Linked DNA regions of Rattus norvegicus: region 1 is linked to region 2. The links are chromatin contacts, called in public Hi-C maps. All regions are on one chromosome and are shown on one strand. The core of a region is the stretch at or near the end of the contact, and the rest is flanking DNA. Distances in the headings are between cores, read along the strand shown. Region 1 holds the start of Id3 (inhibitor of DNA binding 3). Region 2 holds the start of Gale (UDP-galactose-4-epimerase).

Region 1 (4,182 bases), core at 1,234-3,733, 180 kb after region 2:
AAAATGAAAAAATAAAATTAATAAATGTAAGGTAAATAAATAAACAAACAGGGTCAGTTTCACTAGCTCCATTTAACAGGCCTGAAAACTGAGGCTCAGAGAATAATTTATTCCAAATTCACACAGTTAGCGAAATAAAACAAGTTAAGTTTTGAACATAGGTCTGCCAGGCACCGAAGGCCATGATTTTTCCAGAAGCTCCTGACTTGACTATTTTGCACACACATACAGAAGTCTTCAGGACACCCAAAGAAAGGATCCTCTGTTCAGTTTTCAGGAGTCCACACAGCCATGGAGATTTCCCTTCCCGTGACCAAATCATTGGCATTTAACTTCTTCAGCATATACAGCTGCCTTGTGTTTCCCCAGGTTAGATTCTTCTGTGTTATACTGAAAATAGCTGTCCTTGAGAACTTTAATATTCCCAGGAGAGAACTTTTCAGAGGCGTCTTTCTTGGAACACAGGGGCCTATGGTATGATTGGAAAGAAGGGAGCCTCAAGACTGACTCACCTGTGATGTGATATGGGACCTGTTTTATATGCCCTGTCCCAGCTCTGTGCTGGCCCACCCTCCTTGTCCAACTGTCAGACAAGCATCTGGAGTTCTGAGTCAGAAAGTATTTATAACGATTCTTTAGTGCCGTCCCTTTCCGTCTCTTTCTGTCTCCCTCTCTCTGTCTCTCTCCTCATACAGCTAATCAAAGCCAGGGTATCTGGGTTTGCTCAAGATTATCTGTAGATAACCAGTCAATAGCAGAGCTGTCCGATTGAACCCAGGGCTCTGGTTCCCTAGACCGATGTCCTTCCAACTATTGGAACTGTCCCAGCTCAGAGGTCCCATTGTCCTGCTGATCAGTGCCACACACTACTGAACACTTAATTGTTTCCTGTGTTAATCTCGTCCCCAGACATTGTGAGATTCTTGAGAGCAGGGGCCTCTGTTTCATGGGAAGCAAACTCCATAAATATTTACCAGGCTGATTGATTAAGAAAGTAATCATGGCTGCGAAACCCCACCTGTTCTCTTCCAAGATGGAAACCAGGATTTTGGAACTGCAGAGGCTTCAGGGTCTGGGAAGCGGAGGCAGGCAAAGAATGGAGTGCACTGTCCTTTTGCAATATGGGGTTTGCCTGCCTGCTGGCTCCTCTCCTGCTCTCTCAGATGGTGACTGAGGCTACTTCAGCAGGACTAGGAATAATCATGTCCAGGTGGCTGCCCTTCCGAGCAGAAAGGGACAGACGTGGGGCGATGAAGTTGCTATCGTTTTTTTTTTTTTTTTTTGGTTTTTTTTTTTTTTTTCTGCACAGACTGCAAAGTGTGCAGAGGGAGGGAGGCTGTGCAAAAAAAAAAAAAAAAAAAAAAAAAAAAAAACCGAGGACGCAGAAGTTAGACTGCTGACCCATTTGGTGCATGTGTGCCCATGGAGGGAGGGGACCTTCTCAAAAGGGTTCACGCAGCAAGCATTCCTTCTAGTCCCCATATTTGAAAGCTTGTCCTAAATCCTAATCAAATTCACTTCCAAAGCACAACAGTTCCTTAAGGAGTTCATGGTGCAAAAGATCCATGCTTTTTCTTTCTCCATGGAAAACGATTGGATCCAGGCTGCTTTCTTCTCTCTTACCCCCTTTCCCCCTGTTGCTCAAATAAATAGTGTTCTTTGCTCAAACCTCCCCTTCCCTCCTCCTTCTGCAATCTCAGCGCCTAGCCCAAATCTGTTTTCTTCATTGTAACCTCAGCTTCACCGCAATTAATTTTTTCCCCCTCTGGTCACAAGATAATTCCTGACGCCAGTGAGTCTGGAGGTCAGACGAGCAGCAAATTGGGGAACAAGGCGGCACTAATTCCTTACAAGTTTCTCTTGAAAATTCTTGAGAGAGAGAGAGAGAGAGAGAGAGAGAGAGAGAGAGAGAGAGAGAGAGAGAGGGAGGAGAGCAGAGAGAGAGAGAGGAGAGAGGAGAGAGGAGAGAGGAGAGAGGAGAGAGGAGAGAGGAGAGAGGAGAGAGGAGAGAGAGAGAGAGAGAGAGAGAGAGAGAGAGAGAGAGAGAGAGAGAATTAGTTCTTTAGTCGTTCAAGGGATTTATGATCTCAGAGCTGTGGGTTCGAACCAGTATTGGACAGGGGGGAGGGGATCTTAAAGAACTTGGGCGCCTCCAGAAAAGGCAAGTTCTTAAAAGTTAATGGTTTTAAGTGATTTTTTTTTTTTTCAAATCTGTGCTGGCTCGAGAGCCCCGCCTCTCCTCGGTATCAGCTCTTCCTCATTCCGCGCATCCGAGGCTCAGCGGTCCTCGGCGTCCGACCAGCCAGAGGAAGCCTGTTAGCAATTTAAACCCACTGTGAACGCCCAGGGCCGGGGAGGCGGTGCCCAGGGCGGGCGGGGGTGGAGCCTTGGCGATCTGTTTTGAATAAGGGGGTGTGTCCTAGAGCGGATTCTATAAGAGCGGCCCGCTGCAAGCGTGCGCACAGTTTGCTGCTTTAGGTATCTTTTTCTGTTCTTAAACTTTGCTCTCCAACCTCCAACATGAAGGCGCTGAGCCCGGTGCGCGGCTGCTACGAGGCGGTGTGCTGCCTGTCGGAACGTAGCCTAGCCATTGCGCGAGGCCGGGGTAAGAGCCCGTCGGCGGAGGAGCCGCTTAGCCTCTTGGACGACATGAACCACTGCTACTCGCGCCTGCGGGAACTGGTGCCGGGAGTCCCGCGGGGCACTCAGCTTAGCCAGGTGGAAATCCTGCAGCGTGTCATAGACTACATCCTCGACCTTCAAGTGGTTCTGGCAGAGCCCGCGCCTGGACCCCCGGATGGTCCGCATCTCCCGATCCAGGTACGAGAGGGAGCTAGACCAGGCTCATCTGAACGTGCGGGCTGGGATGCTGCGGGTCTTCCCCACCGCGTCCTCGAGTACCTTGGCTAACTCGTCTCTTATCCTTCTTTCACAGACAGCTGAGCTCACTCCGGAACTTGTGATCTCCAAGGACAAGAGGAGTTTTTGCCACTGACCCGGTCGTCCTGGCACCTCCCGGTAAGTTCTCCTGACGGGGAGCGGAGGAGGAGGGAGGCTTGCATGGGAAATCCTGCCTTTGACAGAACATTGTAAGGCTTAGGGTTCAATCAGTTTAGGGAAAGCCTAGCCACTGAGAGGCAAAAGACTTATGCATGATCACTTAGAATAAACGATAATAAACGACAGAACCAATGTCAATATCACGTGCACTCCTAAGGCACGCTGTCTCTGCTCATCCCGGGTGGCCAGAGCCTAGGGCAAGTGGGCCGGCGTCGCGCCAAATGAACCTTTCAGTAAAGGCTCATAGGCCCCCCTTCCCACTAGTGTTATTTCCAAGCGGGAGGGGGAGTGGTGACTCCGCCTGTGGTCCTTTGGCGCCAACTGGGTGGAGGCAATGTGGGGCGCGGAGTTATCAGCTGGAGGTAGAGACCGAGTTTCCTCCCTGGCGCCGGCCAGTCTGCGGCATCCTCCGCCTGGGCGCGCTCGGCGGAAACTGATGGCTCCCTCGCTCTTCTCTCCTCCCCCGCCCAGAACGCAGGTGCTGGCGCCCGTTCCGCTTGGGACCCTGGGACTCTGGGACCCTCTCTCCAGCCGGAAGCCTGAGGGGCATGGATGAGCTTCGATCTTGCCACAGCCCTCTTCATTTACCCTGAACTCATGCCTCGAGGCTGGACCTGGAGCCCGAGAGCGAAGGACTGAACTTGGGTGGCCTGAAGAGCTAGCTAGCACTCGCTGGTCAGCAGCTGGGCAACGTCACTCTGTCCCCACCCTGACTCAAGTCTTAAAAAGACTGGCTTTTTTCCGAAAATGGGGTGTCGAGAAGGGTGTGGGGGGTACACGAGTGGCTGCCCTGCACACACTGCCAAGGCAGCATAAGAGCTGGTCTTCTGGTTTCCTTGGAGAAAAGCTCTGTTGCCCTGATTATGAACTCTATAATAGAGTATATAGCTTTTGTACCTTTTTTTTACAGGAAGGTGACTTTCTGTAACCATGTGATGTATATTAAACTTTTTATAAAAGTTAACATTTTGCATAATAAACAATTTTTGAACACTTTGTGTATGATGTCTTACGCCATCTCCTAGGAGCTTGGGACGAGCAGATTTTTGCATACCCTTTTTAGGGGTGAAAGTTCCCAGGTGAAGCTGTGAGGGGGTCGTAGGGGGTGGCTTGGTAGGAAGG
Region 2 (4,297 bases), core at 1,119-3,618:
GTGTGAACCTCCAGAAGCTCCTAGAAGCCGGGGACTTCATCTGTCAAGCCCTGAACAGAAAAACCAGTTCCAAAGTGGCACAGGCCACCTGCAAACTCTGAGCCCCTTGTTCACCTAAACCGGAACTGTGGGAGTTGGGTGTACACAATGATTCCTGGATGGGGAAATGGAATGAAGGCAAATGAGCCGGCCTCACAGAGGTCCCTCTCCTACATAGAAGGGCTAGAGCTGCCAGCACGCCCGGACCAGCTCCCCAGAGCTGCGTGCCTAAGCACTGCTTGGGCTGGCCCTGGGTGAGTCCACTAGCCAGCAGAGCTGACATCCATGTGCCACGACCGCGGGTCCCATGTTCTACCTCTGAGGACAGCAGCGCCTTTGCTAAAATGGTGGGCTCAATCTGCTGCGGTGGCCGACTGCCAACTCCAGCGTCTCTGGGAAATCTCTGTACGTGATTCTTGAAAACAGCTTATGTAATTAAAGGTTTAATTTTCTAATATCCAACCATGCAAACGTGTGTTTGTTTATAAGTGGAGGAATAAAATCAATCTGAGGGAAGAGTGAAGGCTTTGGCTGGTTCATCTCTGGATTTCTTCCATCTCCACACCTGAGCCCCCAGACCAGTGACTGGAGATCAGAGCTGTGCGTCTGTTCCTGAGACCAACATGGTGGCTGGCCAGGACACCCAAGGAGCTGCTTCTGAGACTGTGTCTGTCCCCAGAGCAGTAAGACGGCTCTTATTGGTCTGTTACTATCTAAGGAAGCTAGACTGGCCAGTGAGCCATCGTCTCTGCTTCCAGAGTGCTAAGATAACAAACTTAGACAATGTGCAGCTTGAAATCATTTTTATTTTTTGAGGGTTTCTCTGGGTAGCCCTGGCTGTCCTGGAACTCTGAAATCCAGGCTTCCCTCAAACTCAGAGATCTGCCTGCCTCTGGCTCCTGAGTGCTGGGATTAAAGGCGTGTGCCAAACCAGCTTTAAAAATTAAGACTTATTTTTAATTATGTATACGCATGGATATGTATACATGTCTGTGTGTGCATATGCAAATACAGGGGATGAGGAGTCCAGAAGAGGGTGTGGGACCACCTGGCACTGTCCACAGCTGAGAGTCATGCAGGCTCGGTGCTGAGAACAGTGCTCAGGTCCGTAGCAAAAGGAGCACCAGCACCGGCTCTTAACTGTTCAGCCTTCTCCCCCACTTAAAACAAATTATATGCTGGAGGTGGGGAGTGGGGAGGACATCACTCGCCTTTAATCCCAGCATTCAGGAAGCAGAAGGCAGGTGGATTCCTGAGTTCAAGGCCAGACTGGTCTATAGAGGAGTTCCAGAACAGCCAGGGCTATACAGACAGACAGACACACACACACACATACCACCCCCATCCCTACCCCCCACCCCGTCTCAAAAAACCAAAGCTAAACCAAACCAATCAACCAAACCAAAGTGTGTGGATGCGGGAGAAAATCCCCACAGTTACAGGGGGTTATGAAGAGCAATAGTAAGTGACCTTAACTGATGGGCTAGCTGTCTTCTAGCCTCATCTTTCATTATTTATCTGTGGCTGGTCTCAAACCCACTGTGTAGAGCAGACTGACCTTGCAACTCACTGAAATCCGTCTGCTTCTGCTTCCCAAGTGCTGGGATTGAAGGCCTGTGCTACCAGGAAAGATTACTTTTTATTTACGTATTTGTGAGAGAATGGCAGGTATGTAAGGTATGTACCTTGAAGGTCAGAAGCGGGCATAGCGTCCCATGGAATGATAGGCGGTATGTGGGTGCTGGAAACAAGACTCTGCAGGAGAAAGGGCTCTGGGCCATCTTTCAGCCTCGCTTTGTATTTTAAACCCAGACCAAACTGTCTTGACAGTGGCGGGTGCGCACACACACCTTTGGGGGAGGGAGGTGGCGGCTCAGCGATGGGCATAGCAATCGCTACCGTGAATTTAAAGGTTCCTTCCCCATCCTGGTTTGTTCCCAGGTGGACTTGGATCCAGGTCGCAGCCCGGGCCAGCTATGCCTTCCAATTAGAGCAGCCCGACAAAGGATTTGACACGTACGGGGGAAACAATGGCCCAAAGTGGAGAGACGCAGCTGTCAGGGCTGGGGACTAGGAAGACCCCAGTCTTGACCGGGTTTCTCCTCCGCAGCCCGCCGGTCACCGGATGGGGTCCGTACCCCTCATTTCCGCCCTCAATGGAAACGCACTGCGCAGTCGCTTAAAGCCTGTGCAAGCCATTTGTCCCTCCAGGGCCGCCGTAGAGTGGGCAACCGAGTACACACGTTTCCTGGAGGGCGTGGAGGAGGCGGGGTCAGGCTGGGCTGTCAGGTCTTAAAGGAGCCGCTGCGCTGGTCGCGGGAGGCGGTGCCTGGAGTCTGCGCTGGATCCTCTGCAGGTTCGACTGGTAGAATGAAGGGCTTAGTGAGCTCGGAAGGGCCAGTGGTTGGTGGGGAGCGAGGGAGTTCCAGGAGGGTCGGTTCGTGTTCGGAACAGGGCCAGGCTCACCCCTTCTGCTCGTGTTTTCCATAGCCATAGTGGGGGCCACCCAAGCCCATTCATTCGGGGCCCCGCTTCCCGAGTCCCAGCTCAGAACCGAAGTCCAGAGCTAAGCTCCGCCTCGCCCGTGGTGTTGAAAGTCAGCACCCGCTCTCCTCCCTTGTACAGACCACGAAAACTGTGGAGGGGACTGCTGACCAAGGTCACCCCCTAGTCGGGAGCGGAGCGACCTCAGAGCAGCCTTTCTGCCTCCAGGGCCCCCTCAGCGCCCGCTTCACCGCGTCCTCGAGCAATGCGGGAACTGTAGAGACCGGGGATCTCACTCAGGCGGTTCTTACTGCTGTGTGACCCCAGACCAGTGACTGCATTCAGGCTCTGATCCTAGTACCAAATGCTAGCTAGTACCTGCCTCATCCAGATGTTGGGAAAATAACGCACAAGTGCGGGGTAGTGATTCCTGGACGCACTTGGATGCAGTGCAGTGGGTTGCAGCAGAATAACCTCAGCAGAAACTTGAGGCAGCTTGGAGAAAGACGGCAGCGAGCCAGGACGTGAGAATGAAAGGCCTCAGTGTGTGGATTTCCTTCCTGTCCGCCCAGCAGTTTGCTTAGGGTGGGGATGCACACCTGGCAGTGGAGTGCGAGGCCAAATCCACGTCGACACGACTCCGTGCTGCCCTAGTTGGGCGGGATCTGTTGCTTCAAGCCAGGAGTGACCCAGCTGAGCCAAAGCTGAGCTATTGGCTGCCCCAGGATGGGGTGAAGCCCTACCCACTCCAGGGCTGTTGGTACTGCAGCCTCAGAACTAGGCACAGCCTTCTTGGCTAAGGACCCCACCCTTGAAGCCGTTTGGTGTTTTTACTGCTTCCTCCCAACTGATCGTTCTCGGGACAGTTGTTGGAGACTAGGTATTAGTCATCAAACCCAGGGACCTTTTTCTCCTGGGAAAAGACCTTAGTTTACAGGGACAGGCCCCTTGGTTGAATCCTAGCCTCCCATCCTGAAGCCACGTTCTTCTGTCTGAGACTGCCCATTCTCCAGACATGGAGGCAGGAAGGGTGGGTCTTCAAAACTCCCTATGTCAACAGGAACTAGACAAGATGGTGTGTCTGACTCCTACGTATACAAGTGGCAGACCTTTAAATCGCTTCGTTGGGACTTCCTAATACATGGTGTGTGTGTAATAATTAGTTCTAGAGATGAAAACTGTGGCCTGGAGAGGGTTCGAAACATCGGCCCCTACGGCCAGAATCTGATAGTTATCTAGTTAGACCCAGGACTCATTCTGGAGCCGCTCCTTAAACTAGGGTCACCACTGAATCCTCCGAGATGAAGTGAAGGGTCCAGCATCTAGCTGGAGTGAGGCCCTGACCGACAGCCTCAGCCACCTCTGAAACTCTGTCTTCTACGCAGGCGCCATGGAGGAGAAGGTGCTCGTCACGGGCGGGGCTGGCTACATCGGTAGCCACACAGTGTTGGAGCTGCTGGAGGCGGGCTACTCGCCTGTGGTCATCGACAACTTCCACAATTCCATTCGTGGTGAGTGGAGCTGGATGGGGATGAGTGAGTGGTGGTTTCTGGAGGGGTTGGATACAGGACCCACTTTTCTAATGTTGAACGCTTCCGCGTGCCCCACCAGGAGAAGACTCCATGCCTGAGAGCCTGCGCCGGGTCCAGGAGCTGACAGGCCGCTCTGTGGAGTTTGAGGAGATGGACATCTTGGACCAGGCAGCCCTACAGCACCTCTTTAAGAAGGTAAGTGCTGGGCTGGAGCAGTGGTTAAGAGCACTGACCCCTTCCAG

What was found. A called contact is a pair of places that touch in the nucleus more often than the background predicts.
Region 1: a contact with region 2 is called in a Hi-C map of hepatocytes, with 1.6 times the contacts expected there. The contact joins the promoter of Id3 here to the promoter of Gale in region 2. A contact is called at or near these places in 2 of 12 Hi-C or Micro-C datasets (the A7r5 cell line and hepatocytes).

Annotation. Positions count from the first base shown.
Region 1 is chr5:153,653,808-153,657,989 of GRCr8, forward strand. It overlaps Id3 (inhibitor of DNA binding 3), which reads left to right and starts at 2,484. Exons shown (of 3, transcript NM_013058.2): 1 at 2,484-2,820; 2 at 2,936-3,018; 3 at 3,532-4,053. The coding sequence starts at 2,521. The coding sequence ends at 2,995.
Region 2 is chr5:153,475,052-153,479,348 of GRCr8, forward strand. Gale (UDP-galactose-4-epimerase) reads left to right here and starts at 2,369. Exons shown (of 11, transcript NM_080783.2): 1 at 2,369-2,395; 2 at 3,909-4,034; 3 at 4,135-4,250. The coding sequence starts at 3,914. It overlaps Hmgcl (3-hydroxy-3-methylglutaryl-CoA lyase), which reads left to right. Exons shown (of 9, transcript NM_024386.2): 9 at 1-498. The coding sequence ends at 101.